2 separate regions of the Mus musculus genome follow, and region 2 is linked to region 1. Evidence: chromatin contacts called from public promoter capture Hi-C data. All regions are on one chromosome and are shown on one strand. Each heading gives the region's core, a stretch centred on a gene start, on an enhancer-like site or on the middle of the called end of the contact. The rest is flanking DNA. Distances are from core to core; before and after follow the strand shown. Region 1 holds the start of Apob (apolipoprotein B). Region 2 holds the start of 5033421B08Rik (a long non-coding RNA gene).

Region 1 (5,972 bases), core at 1,139-3,638:
AATTGAAAGGGACCCTTGGTTGTTTTCTGGAACCATTTCAGAACACTCCAGTGAGATGGAGAAGCTCGTGTTTGTGCTGTCTGACCTAATGCGGCAGCATGAGCCACAGGTGTGTGTTGGCTACATTGAAATATGGCCAGTGAGAATAAAAGTTGCATTTATTCAACTTAAATGGCCACAGGTAGCCAATGCCCATTGCGTTTAACTCTACAGACCAGCACTATGGTCCACGAGGGAAGAGGATAACTTAGCAAATGGATTTCTCTTCCCACACAGACCTCAATAGCAGCTCTTGGCTATGCTTTATGAGAACAGACAGGTGTCTAACAAGTCTCCTGAGAAGCAGCCTATCGTTTGAACAAACCAGGTATTTAAATGTTTCTCCATTTTATGCTTGACACCATAAATGTTGCATGCCCAGCGTTCTCCTGCAAAGACCACCTTCTTTTCTGTACTCACTGGATCTCTCTCATGGTCAGATCTACATGCCAATCCTGCTGGCTTCCTAGACCATGCCCCCCAATTACACTTTGGAAGCTAATGGGAGGAAAACTTGGCTGGAAATTTGGAAGTCTTCATTCAAGTGGGGTATCGTCAGTTGAGGTGCTGGGAAGTGCTAGAAGGTTCTATGAGGGGCTCCTGGTGGAACAAGGCTAGGCTTCAGCTGCAGGTTTCTCCAGCCCTTGTCCTCCGTACCTTACAGTTGATCTTGGTGGCGCTTCTGGAGTCAGCTGTGCCCTGGACACCGCTGGAACTTTCAGCTTCATAGTTGTACACGTACTTTCGGAGGTGCTTGAATCGAGTTGCATCTTCTAAAGTGAAGAGGAAATAAGTCAGCCCTGGAGATGAAACAACTCTCTAAAGGCAGCCGCTGCCAGGCAGATTGGGACCGTGGCACAGGCGATAAAGGTCACTGAGCACGAGTTAGTTGTGCTTGACTTTGTACTACACACCATTGGTCTCTATAGACTTAACATCGCCACCATCTTGGCTGAGAATGGTGTTTAATCATTTGGGATTCCACGAAAGGGAGGGCCAAGCATCGATTAAATGGAACTGCAGAAATCCATGTGATGAGCCTTTGAAATTTTAAGTTATCAAAGGGACAGGGCTAAGTGTTTTCTCAGTTTGAAAATGCTATCGTGACTAGAACCTATGAAGTACCGGACACAAAGTTAGCTGTTAAGGCTGTCTGGTTGACTTCTAGAAACCCCCTCCATAAAAAGAAACTTCTGGCAGATTCCACTGTCCATGACAGGAATTTTTTGATTGTGAGAAAAATAACTGGTTAGGAACCCGGATGTAGTACTGCCATATGGCCACCAGATGGAGATGCTGCCCCATCAGAGGAGAGGCCAATCCTAGCGCTCTGCGGAGGAAGCTGGGTATTGCGGCAAAGCCTGATCCTCTGACCCCTAGGGTAGAGTAAATAGGAAGGGGTGGAGGGGTCTGGTGTTCTGCACAAAGGTTAAAGTCGGCATTTCTTCATCCTCACATACTCTGAATCAGTGATTAGTCATCGATAAACAGCACAGCAATGTCTCTCTACAGTGCCCACAGTCTCATCGCTACCCCACTTCAGAACCAAGTCTTGGTACAGACAAGAAAGGCAATACACAAAGAGCAGAGATCCTTTGTTGGAGGAGTCTGGGTGCACAGAGACTCAAAGTCTTCACTTGCAGGGGTCTGAGCAGTGCTTCCTAATCCGAGCAAGCAAACGGGTTCTACGTGGGAGGAACGGGGGCACAGGAGGGTGGATGGAGAGGAGCGTCAGGGTGAGAAGTACCAAGGCGGCCAGTGAAAAATGCCTTACTTGGACAGCTGAAGCTTAAGTTTTCCAGGACTTCATCTTCTGTAAGAGAAAAGGAGAACCTTGGCTTTCTTGTGTTTTCCAGTGGGTTCCATGGCCTGACAGGAGGGAGCCCTCACAACCTAAATTATCTTAGAGCTATCCAGAGCCTTCTTTCTAACTCCCCTGTACAGTGCCCTCACCCGGAACCCAGGAGCCTGCTAGATCTTGTTTTTTTCATCACCCCCCGCCCCCTCCCTAGGACCCTGCGGCTGCCTTCCCTCTCACCTAGCCCAAGCTACCTAATAGCCAGCCTGCCACCAGTTTCTACCCCAGGATGTAACTGGTGGTCTGTAGCACAGCCCAGCGCTCTGTCCCCACGCTGGCTTTCTCCCAGGCTTCCACCCTAACTCACGAGCCCAGACGCTGGTGTCCAAGAACAGTAGCAGGAACAGCAGCAGTAACGGCGTCCGCAGGGCAGGCTTTCGTGGGCCCATGGCGGATGGATGGTGGGGTGGCTTCCTGGCTGTGGCCTGGCCACGGGCCTAGCCCCTGCTGCTTGCTCTACAGGGTCTTCGGAGGCGGAGCTCAGGCAGGTACTTGATCCACTGCAGGCACTGATGAGACTGCCTGGCCCTTTGAAAAGTGCTCCATTTATAGGAGGAGCTGGCTTAAGGAGAATTGCCAAAGGTCCAAAGGGCACGGCCCGGGCCTGTTTGCTTTTCCATACAAGCGCATTTCTAGGTGGATAAGACTGGATCTGATGGTGGTCTCACTGCTGGTTCAAACGCCGCCACCTGGGGCTCCCCCCACCCCCGAACTTGTGTTTCTTTCCTCAGGGGGTCGCAGGTCGATAGTGGACTTATTATCCCGTCAGCATGCCCTGACTTTCTCCAGGAGACCACCAACCATAGGGATGATGTCATACCCTGTACCCCGCTCCTGCTCTGACTCCGGAGCCCTTTGGAAAAATGTTCTTTACGCACTGGTGGGGGCTTCTTCCTAAGCTCCTTCCCATTTTGGTGGACTTTGGTTTTGAATAAACAATCCTGTCCTAACTAATTTAGCAAGGTGGGAAGAGAAAGGGGGAAGTCTGGTGTGTGCTTGGGTTTGGTGTCCAAGTCTCACAGAAAACTAGTGAAGAGGGGGGCCCAGAGATGATCAGCTCCCGGGGTCCACTGTGGGCAGCGCCAGTCATGGAAGAAAGCTGGTGGGGTGGAATTGTGATGGTCTGGAAGGCGAATGTCTGTGATGGGCTGTGTGGTCTTAGCACCTCCAGTCTAGTGGCGAGGCAATCTGCCCCACAGACAGGGAGCTTTGGGTGAGCAGGGCATGGCGAACATCACTCTGTATGGGTGTTTGGAGCCAGAGGAGTGGAAATGGGTCGTAGCCTAGGGACAAAAGTCGTTAGAGTATGTCAGGTGTGTGTGTGTGTGTGTGTGTGTGTGTGTGTGCGTGTATATATAGGTTCATGGGCATGCACGCATAGAAATGCATGAACCTGTGTACATGCATACAGAGGCCATAAGCCAACTTTGAGTGTTTTTTTTTTTTTTTTTTTTTTTTAAAGATTTATTTATTATATGTGAACACAATGTAGCTGTCTTCAGACACACCAGAAGAGGGCATCAGATCTTATTATAGATGGTTGTGAGCCACCATGTGGTTGCTGGGATTTGAACTCAGGACCTTCGGAAGAGTAGTCAGTGCTCTTAACCACTGAGCCATCTCTCCAGCCCTTGAGTGATTTTCAAAATCACTCTTTACCTTAGCTTTTGAGGCACTGATCCTGGAACTCGCTAACTAGCTTGACTTGACCAGCTGCAGCAAGCTCCAAGGACTGTGTGTCCAAGTCCTCAGCCCTGGGGCTCCAAGAGTATGCTGTGTCTGTCTTTATCCAGTGAGCGCTGTACTCAGGTCCTCTTGGTCATAGGGCAAGCACTTTCTGTCCAGGACCTACAGTGTGGCACTTCTGCTTGATTCATGTGGCAAGCTTCTTTTGGAATCGTTCAAATGTTCTGATGAGTCTCCCCGATGCTTCTAGAGCATCGGCTATGGACCCATAGAGCAGCAGACACAGCCTCCCTTGAGCAAACACACCCTCCCATTTTCTCAGAAGAGACTCATCATCACATTTAGTCACTCTCTGTGCCTGACTCTTCATATCTGTCCTCACTGAGATGGTGACTGTAGCTACAAATTCCCCATGGGCAGCTAAACTCCCTTTAGTGGTTTGCTGCTTTGGGTTGTGCATGCCCATGTCCAAAGGTGGTCATTTTAGGGGTCTCACCTGAAGGCTAGCCAAGACCCACAGCACTAAAGGACGGGTAAAGTTATTACTCGGAAGCCTCTTTTCTCTGAGCACGGAACTAACACTGTTAGTGTTTGGAAATGGTTCTGCTTCCCCGCTTTGCTCCAGGGGAACTGGGCGAGAAGAGAAACAGAAATGAGAAGGGGAAGGATTACAGTAAATGAACAAAGTCCAGACTCTCTCTGTTGCTGACAGAGGAAGCCCATGACCTATTGTTAGCATCATTGGGGGATGTCATTTCTACGACTTGGGTATGAAGTATGGATTCAATAACCTGGATGCAGAGAAGATGCTGAGATACTCGGATGCTCAGAACCATCTCTACAGCAAAAAGCTCAAGCCTCTGAAGTCTTGAGTTCAGCTAATTTTTCTTCTCTTGGTGGCCTCTGGAGAATGTCCCCTAGGCTGGGGCTCAGCCTCTGTTCTTATCTGTGGACAGGGTCCAGTGCACAGGCACCACACAGCAAATGTCACAGTGCTGAGCTGACAGAGGACACTCAGAAATGCTGAAAGGGCCACATGTCGATTTTCCTTAAATTACAAAATCTGCCTCGATGCTTGGCTAAAAGCCATCTGGAGGTATTTGTGACCACCACTGCGACCTTCACTCATCTCTTTTAAGCACAGCCCTTCTCAGCTCATTGCACTGAACAACTTGGAAATTTCAAAGGCCAGTTTGCAGAGAGACTTCAAATAAAATGAAGATCCAGGAGACCCCGGAGTATAAGCACCTCGTTGAGCAGAGAAAATCCCGGTCCCTAGAGAGACTACTTGCTATGTGGATATTTGGCTCAAGAGAGGTGGGGTTGAATTCTAGCTGACTTCATGGAAGGTTGCAAGACATCAACCTTCTAGGTCTCTGTGTGGTCACAGGATTAATAGTATCTATTTTCTAGAATTTTTTTTTTGAAAATTAAGGAAAATGATGTGAAATACAAGCCATCTAGCAAGATGTCTGGGAAATAGAAGGCATTTGATAAGGAATAATGGTTACCACTCCTTATGTGTATGTTACAGTGGGTGCATGTTTGTTGGGTACCTGTCTGAACTCAGTAAGCACAATACAGAAGCAGAGGTTAACAGAACACAGGTGGCGACTCAGGGCCAAGGGAAAGGGCTGTGGGGGGAGAGCATCTGTGAGGGATCGAGGTCCCGAATCACCATCCATTTGCATCTCAGATTTCTGAGTGTTTAACATTACTCTTCCCAAAGTAGACGGAGACCCTGCTAACGCAAGCTGCCTAGGAGCTGTCACCGACCTTACACACAGACAAATCTCAGCTTGTCACTATGACTTATCAGCTCACGAATGCAAAGTCCTGTTGGTTGGACAACCAATTTAATAGTCACAGGGCTCTGGAGTTTCTCTGGAAAATCATATGACCAATGGAATTTCAAGAAACCAGATCATGTTAAACAACACAGTTATAACCCCTGGAGCAGAATTTTCATTCTGATTTTTTTTTTTGTAGGTGACCAAGTTCAGGGAAACACAGAGGCTTTTAATGTCCCCAGAAGCCCACTATGCTGAATCCAGTGGGGCTCAAGTGCTGGAGTAGCTGCTCAGACGTACTTTGCTGAACATAATAAATGAATCGATGCCATTTAGTTATACCCCATTGCTTCCAGGGAATTTATGTACAGTGACCATGATGCTAAGTAAACGTTTTCAGTGATATAAAATGAAGAAATACATTTTGATATAAATTATTCCCAGCCAGGCTGTTACAAAAACAACAGCAAAACTCCTGTGGTAAATAGGGACTGGTGTGGACAATGATTAATTAGGCCATCTCTTTTCTGCTCATGACAGCATTATAATTGCAAATGATGCCTGGAGGCTAGGAAGTAAATTTCAAGAATTATAGAGAT
Region 2 (5,972 bases), core at 2,495-4,994, 530 kb before region 1:
CGGGAGGAAAAGATCTTAAAAGGGGCGGGGGGGGGGCGGAAACTAGAGTAATTGAATATAAGTAGTTGCAAAGCATAAGGTGGGATGAGTTGGGAAAAGGAAGGGAACCGGCTAGAGCAGAGCAGAATTGAGGGTGGGAGCTCCAGCAGGGAATAAATGAGAACAAAGTACAGTGGTGCATGTATAGCGGTGTGTCCGGGCAAAATCTGTTATTTTGCATGTTAACCTAAATTTGAAAGGGCTGAAAGGTTTCAATCCATTCTCCTTTGCAACTGATTCTTTGCTGCTCCTTCTAAACAATAAGGAGGTGTGCCCCAATTTCCTTGTTCCAGGTGGCTCTTGTGTCAGTTCTTAGCCAACAGAATCCGAAGTGATGTTACAGGAAATCTTTGTCCCACCCTCTTGCATTCTTATGGCATCTCTTTGTCCCCCTGGACTCTTGCCTTAAGACCACTGAGTAAAGAAGTTGGGTTAGCACCCCAGAGAGTGAAAGACCACATTAAGTGTGATCAAGATGACTCAAAACAATCGCCCCCAACTTACAGACATGAGAATGAGAGTCCTCTAGGCCTCTGTCCTTGTCAGCATCCCAGCTAAAACTGGTCTTTCAAGGGATCCAAAAGATACCATCAAGGAGGTCGGTAGAATTTAGGAGAATAAAGAAAGCTCTACTGGGGCTGGTGAGATGGCTCAGTGGGTAAGAGCACCTGACTGCTCTTCCAAAGGTCCGGAGTTTAAATCCCAGCAACCACATGGTGGCTCACAACCACCCGTAATGAAATCTGACTCCCTCTTCTGGAGCGTCTGAAGACAGCTACAGTGTACTTACATATAATAAATAAATAAATCTAAAGAGTAAACAGTTAAGAAAGAAAGAAAGAAAGAAAGAAAGAAAGAAAGAAAGAAAGAAAGAAAGAAAGAAAGAAAGAAAGAAAGAAAGAAAGAAAGAAAGCAAGCTCTGCTGGACGGATTGTTTCCCAGAAGATTTGATGGGTTGTTAGTCCTGATTTCCATTGGACCAATTGACTTCCCCTCTTCAAGTAGTGGCTCTGCTACCTCACTGTCTCCCTGTCACACTGAGTGTCAGTCATCAAACTTCCAGTCATTGTTCCCAGTCACAGACCTAAAGAAGAAGGTGAACAGAACAGAGAGTTTTCAACAAGGTCTCTGTGTAACTCTGATTGAGTCAGGATGTACGGACATCTTCAAGGGTCACTTTCTTGTGGAAGCTGGCTGCATCTGCTCCCCTGGGACATGAAAGCCCCCAAGATATAAGCCAGAAGCATCTTATACTCCCTATACCTGCAATGCAACCCTGGACTTTTGTTAGAGAAAAAGCTCCTTCCAGTGAGGGAGGAATGCATCTGAGAATGTTAGAAGCCCCTCTACACGTCCATACACTGACCCATCCACGGCAGCACATTTTGTAGGAAAAAAACCCAAAAAACAAAAAAACCCCAAATGCTTCACCAGGAAGACAGATAAGTATTTACCAAATGGGACCCTTATGTATTCATGTGGCTAAACTTCAAAATGATTATCACTGAGTAGAATCAGGATGTTGAAGCCACATAAAGTACACTACTCCTATGAAAATTAAAACCAGGTGTGATGATACATACCTTCAATCCCAGGACTCGGGAGGCAGAGGCAAGGGGATCTCTGTGAGTTCTGGGCCAGCCTGGTCTACAGAGTGAGTTCCAGGACAGCTAGGGGGATTACATAGAGAAATCCTGTCTCCAGACAGACAGACAGACAGACAGACAGACAGACACCCAAAACAAGAAAGAAAGAAAGAAAGAAAGAAAGAAAGAAAGAAAGAAAGAAAGAAAGAAAGAAAGGAAGGAAGAAAGGAAGGAAGGAAGGAAGATCAAAACACCATCAAGTATTTAGGATGCACTTGTATTTTTAGCTGTATACAAAATAACACCTCTGAGAGACAGAGCTTCTGAGGGGCAGGGCTGAGGAAGGGGTACACCAGAGCTTTGAACGTATGTCTGTGATATGAGAAAAGTACAGAATATTCAGCAACTAACTGCAAAACGCGATAGATGGCAGATATTACTTTCTGTATTTTATATTTTAGAATCATAAGATAAAAATACATTAAGTTCCCCTTCTCTTCTGACCAAATATCTTTTCTTTAGTTCAATGTCTCCCTTGTAATGACACAGAGTGTCTTTATGCAGCCCTGGCTGATATGGAACTTGCTATGTATGTAGGTCAGGCTGGACTTAAATTTGTGGTGACCTTGACTTTGCCTTCCAAATACTGGGATTATATCTGTGGGCTACCACCACCAATAGACTAAAATAAATTATTAAACTAGGGAGCAAGACAGTGCTTCTCTAACTTTAATATTCAGATTGCCTGGAGATCTTGTTAAAATCTGTATTCCAATTTTGTAGATCCAGGGATAGGTTAGGGCTTGAGCCTCTGCATTCCAAAAGCTTTTAGGGCATGCAAAATTAGCTTTCCTTTGGACCACACTTTGCCTGGGGTCCCACTGAGTCCCTTCTGGCTATACCATTCTAGGTGTGTCCTTGTGTCCCACTAACATCCTGACGTGTTTAAGCCTGTATAGATAGATGCTGTTAGGAGAGAAGGAAGTGGGAGAAGGGCTTGAGTCTGTGGGAACATCAGGGCTCCAGACAGTGACTCCAACTCCTACACAGATATAAATCCAGCTCTCTTATGCTTTTGGGCTCTCACATGTAACTCAGGAAGAGGGCCCTGGAATCGAAACACACACACACACACACACACACACACACACACACACACACGAACACAGGATATTGGGAACATTTAAGTGGCCAGCAAAGTCAAAAGCTGCAGGTTAGAAGGCTTCTAATTCAGTATATTTTGTAGTTTTGACTCCAAATCTGCAGAGTAACAGGCTGAACACCGAGGTGGGTATCCTGTGTTACAGTCTTGGGTTAGACTCTACTCTTTTTTTAAGGGGAACTGATGAAAGCCTTCAACTAACTAGACGAGACCCACCTACAGTTTTGAGTGTAACCTACTCCAAGACTGCAGCTTTTGGTGTTAATCTGTCTTTTCAGAAAATGCTCTTGCATTTAGATGAATGCTGTGTGGTGGAGCATTTGAGCATCGCAGTGTAGCCAAGTCCCTGGTAGGAGCCCTAGGGTGCCGAGTGCAAGGAGCCTCAATTAGTAGTGTTTCACAGGCCTTGTAGCCACTCACTGCTGTGGGAACTGTGTCTGGGAGCCACTGGGCGAGGGTTGTTTATGCATGAAGTATCTCAAGGAAACCCCTTTCCTGTCTCAGATGATCACCCCAGACTTTGCCTCATATGCCTTTCCTCTCTGCTGATTCTGCTTTGTGCTGTACCCTGCCATAAATCACATCTACGGAACATTTCCAGGCTTATCACTGGATTATCGATCAAAGGAAATCTTGGAGACGACTATTTACTTACCTTCAACTGCTCTGATCTAGACTTGGCCGACCTCCAGTTCCAGTAAATGCCTCTCCCCGACCTATACTCCCAGTCTCCTATTCAGCCTCCTATACAGAATCCAGATCGCTGTGCCATCTCACGCCTCTCACGTGTTCTCCATTTGGCCGGGCTAACTTCCACGATACCAAGTCTCAGCATGTTTTGTTATCCAGTGCTGCGGAACAAGCCACCTCCAAACCCTGTGGCTTAAGACAACAACAGCTCATCATGTCTCATATCTCCGTGGGTTGATGAGTCAGGCGGTTCTTCAGCTTCCCAGGGGTTGGTCGGGAGTTTAGGGTGGAAATTTCTAGTGGCTCCACCCACACAGATGGCAGCACCAGCTGTTAGTTCAGCTGAGGCTAATGGCCAAGGTCACAGTTCTCTTCCATACGGGGCTTCTATGTAAGACTGGTTGATTTTCTTCAGAGCGTGGTGGGTGGGTTCCAGGGGAAATTTTTTTATTCCTAAAGAGCAAGACCACAGCAAGCTGCAGCTTGCATCAATCATGGCGAGATACCATTGAGGTAAGCTGGTGTTCCTGGCCAAACTCACAATCATTATAGGAGGGAGCTACACAAAGAAACTAGTGCTTGAGGGTGGAGTTTAATGGAGATTGCCAAAGAGCAATATGTCATTTATTCGAGTCTTCTCAGACCTTTGTATGCCACTCCCCTTGTACTTAACTTATAGCACTTACCCCATCAGCTGGAAGTAGCAGGTTTGGTTGCAAGAATTTTCCTGGACTGGAGCTCCTTTGAGAGCACACACTATCTGTGTTCTCCCTCTGTCCCAATCCTAAGTACACCCTGCTAGAAGGATTCATGGTAAAACTAGGGGAGTCACGATTACCACCTGTTTCCTATTTGCCAGACTCAAGCCCTATCAGTTAGACTTCGGAAGCTGAATAGACAGTTACACTGTCCTCAGAGTGTGGCAGCCAGGTGCTGTAAATAGATTCCTGGCAGATAGGAAGCATCTAGTAACCCTTAATGGCATCAATAAACACACGACAGAGTGAACTTCCTAGTTAATCATTGAGATTTCCACGTTGTAAATGCATCAGATTCTTTTTCTTTGTGACAGGGTCTCCCTCTGGTGCCTTGGCTGGCTTGGAAGGTACCATGTCGGTCAAGCTGCCCTAAACCTCACAATGACCCACCTGCCTCTGCCCCGTTGGGTGCTAGGGTTATTGGTGTGTTCCACTGTATCTTGTCTTTTCAGTTTTGTTTTTGTTTTTTTAGACATACACTGTGATCAAGATGAGAAAAAACACACATTCCGTAGATGAAGCAAGTTCATCAAAGTTGTCTTTAGGAGGCTTCTTTGGCCTCTCTTTGGGACAATTTCCTAGGAATACAGTTTCATTTGCTAAATCATGCTACACAGTTTTGTGTCAGGAAAGGACGAGGCACAGCCCATGAACGTGTTCTCTGATTCCCAGACTCTGGGGTTCTGAGCACTTAACTCCTAATGCAGGCTCCATCTATAAATAGTCACAGACACGTCTTCAGTGGCAACACACTGGAGTGTGGCAATCCATTGTGAACTCAGCTCCTCCCTACTGCAAAATTCTGACTTCATCAGAGAGCAGCAGGGGTGAATCATTCCTGTGCAGAGGCGCCAATGACATCATTCACTTTTTAAGAACCAGAGAGAGAGAGGTTGATGTTCTATTCTGTGTTTCCCTTTGGGACAAGGTTCTCTACCCCACTGTAGGCACCTGTCAGCTATGGGAACGACCCCTTACTTAAGACCTCCGCCAGCTTCTGCCTTTGGAATGCAGTGTTTAAAACTCAAATAAAAGAAGATTTGACTTAGTGCTATCCAATACCAAATGGTCAACCCTGAAAACATATAGATAAGTAACAAGTTGCCTGAGTAGGTTATATTTAGAAATATGTATAAATATATGTAATAACAATAAAAAAAAAGAGGCCATGAATTTTACAGAGAGCAAGGAGAGGCATATGGGAGGATTAAGAGTGAGCAAAGAGAAGGAAGAGATGATGTAATTATAATATCAAACATACATATTTATAAATATAATATATAAAAATATATAAAGGCTGGGCAGTGGTGCCGCATGCCTTTAATCTCAGTACTTGGGAGGCAGAGGCAGGTGGATCTCTGAGTTCGAGGCCAGCCTGGTCTATAGTATGAGTTCCAGGGCAGCCAGGGCTACACAGAGAAACCCTGTCTTGAAAAATCAAAAAAAAAAAATTAAACAATTTTAGGAAGGAAGAGAAGAGGAAGGGAGGGGAGGAAGAAAAATAAAATAAAAAGATCATCTTTCTGTTTTATAAAAGATTCTTTGTTGTTACTTTTTTTGGGGGGAGGGGCAGGTTATGAGACAGGGTTTCTCTGTGTAGCCCTGGCTGTCCTGGAACTTACTCGTAGACCAGGCTGGCCCGAATTCAGAAATCCACCTGCCTCTGCCTCCCAAGTGCTGGGATTAAAGGCATGTGCCACCATTGCCCGACTTTGTTGTTACTTTTAAGTTTTTACT

The links. Promoter capture Hi-C pulls out the DNA fragments that hold promoters and counts their contacts.
Region 2: a promoter capture Hi-C map of liver shows a contact between it and region 1, with 3 times the contacts expected there. The contact joins the promoter of 5033421B08Rik here to the promoter of Apob in region 1. A contact is called at or near these places in 2 of 39 promoter capture datasets (the C10 cell line and liver) and 3 of 115 datasets of contacts at active chromatin or transcription factors (bone marrow-derived macrophages and embryonic stem cells).

What each region holds. Positions count from the first base shown.
Region 1 is chr12:7,974,093-7,980,064 of GRCm38.p6, reverse strand. Apob (apolipoprotein B) reads right to left here and starts at 2,388. Exons shown (of 29, transcript NM_009693.2): 1 at 2,205-2,388; 2 at 1,814-1,852; 3 at 697-812. The coding sequence starts at 2,286.
Region 2 is chr12:8,508,935-8,514,906 of GRCm38.p6, reverse strand. 5033421B08Rik (a long non-coding RNA gene) reads right to left here and starts at 3,744. Exons shown (of 4, transcript XR_872469.3): 1 at 3,443-3,744.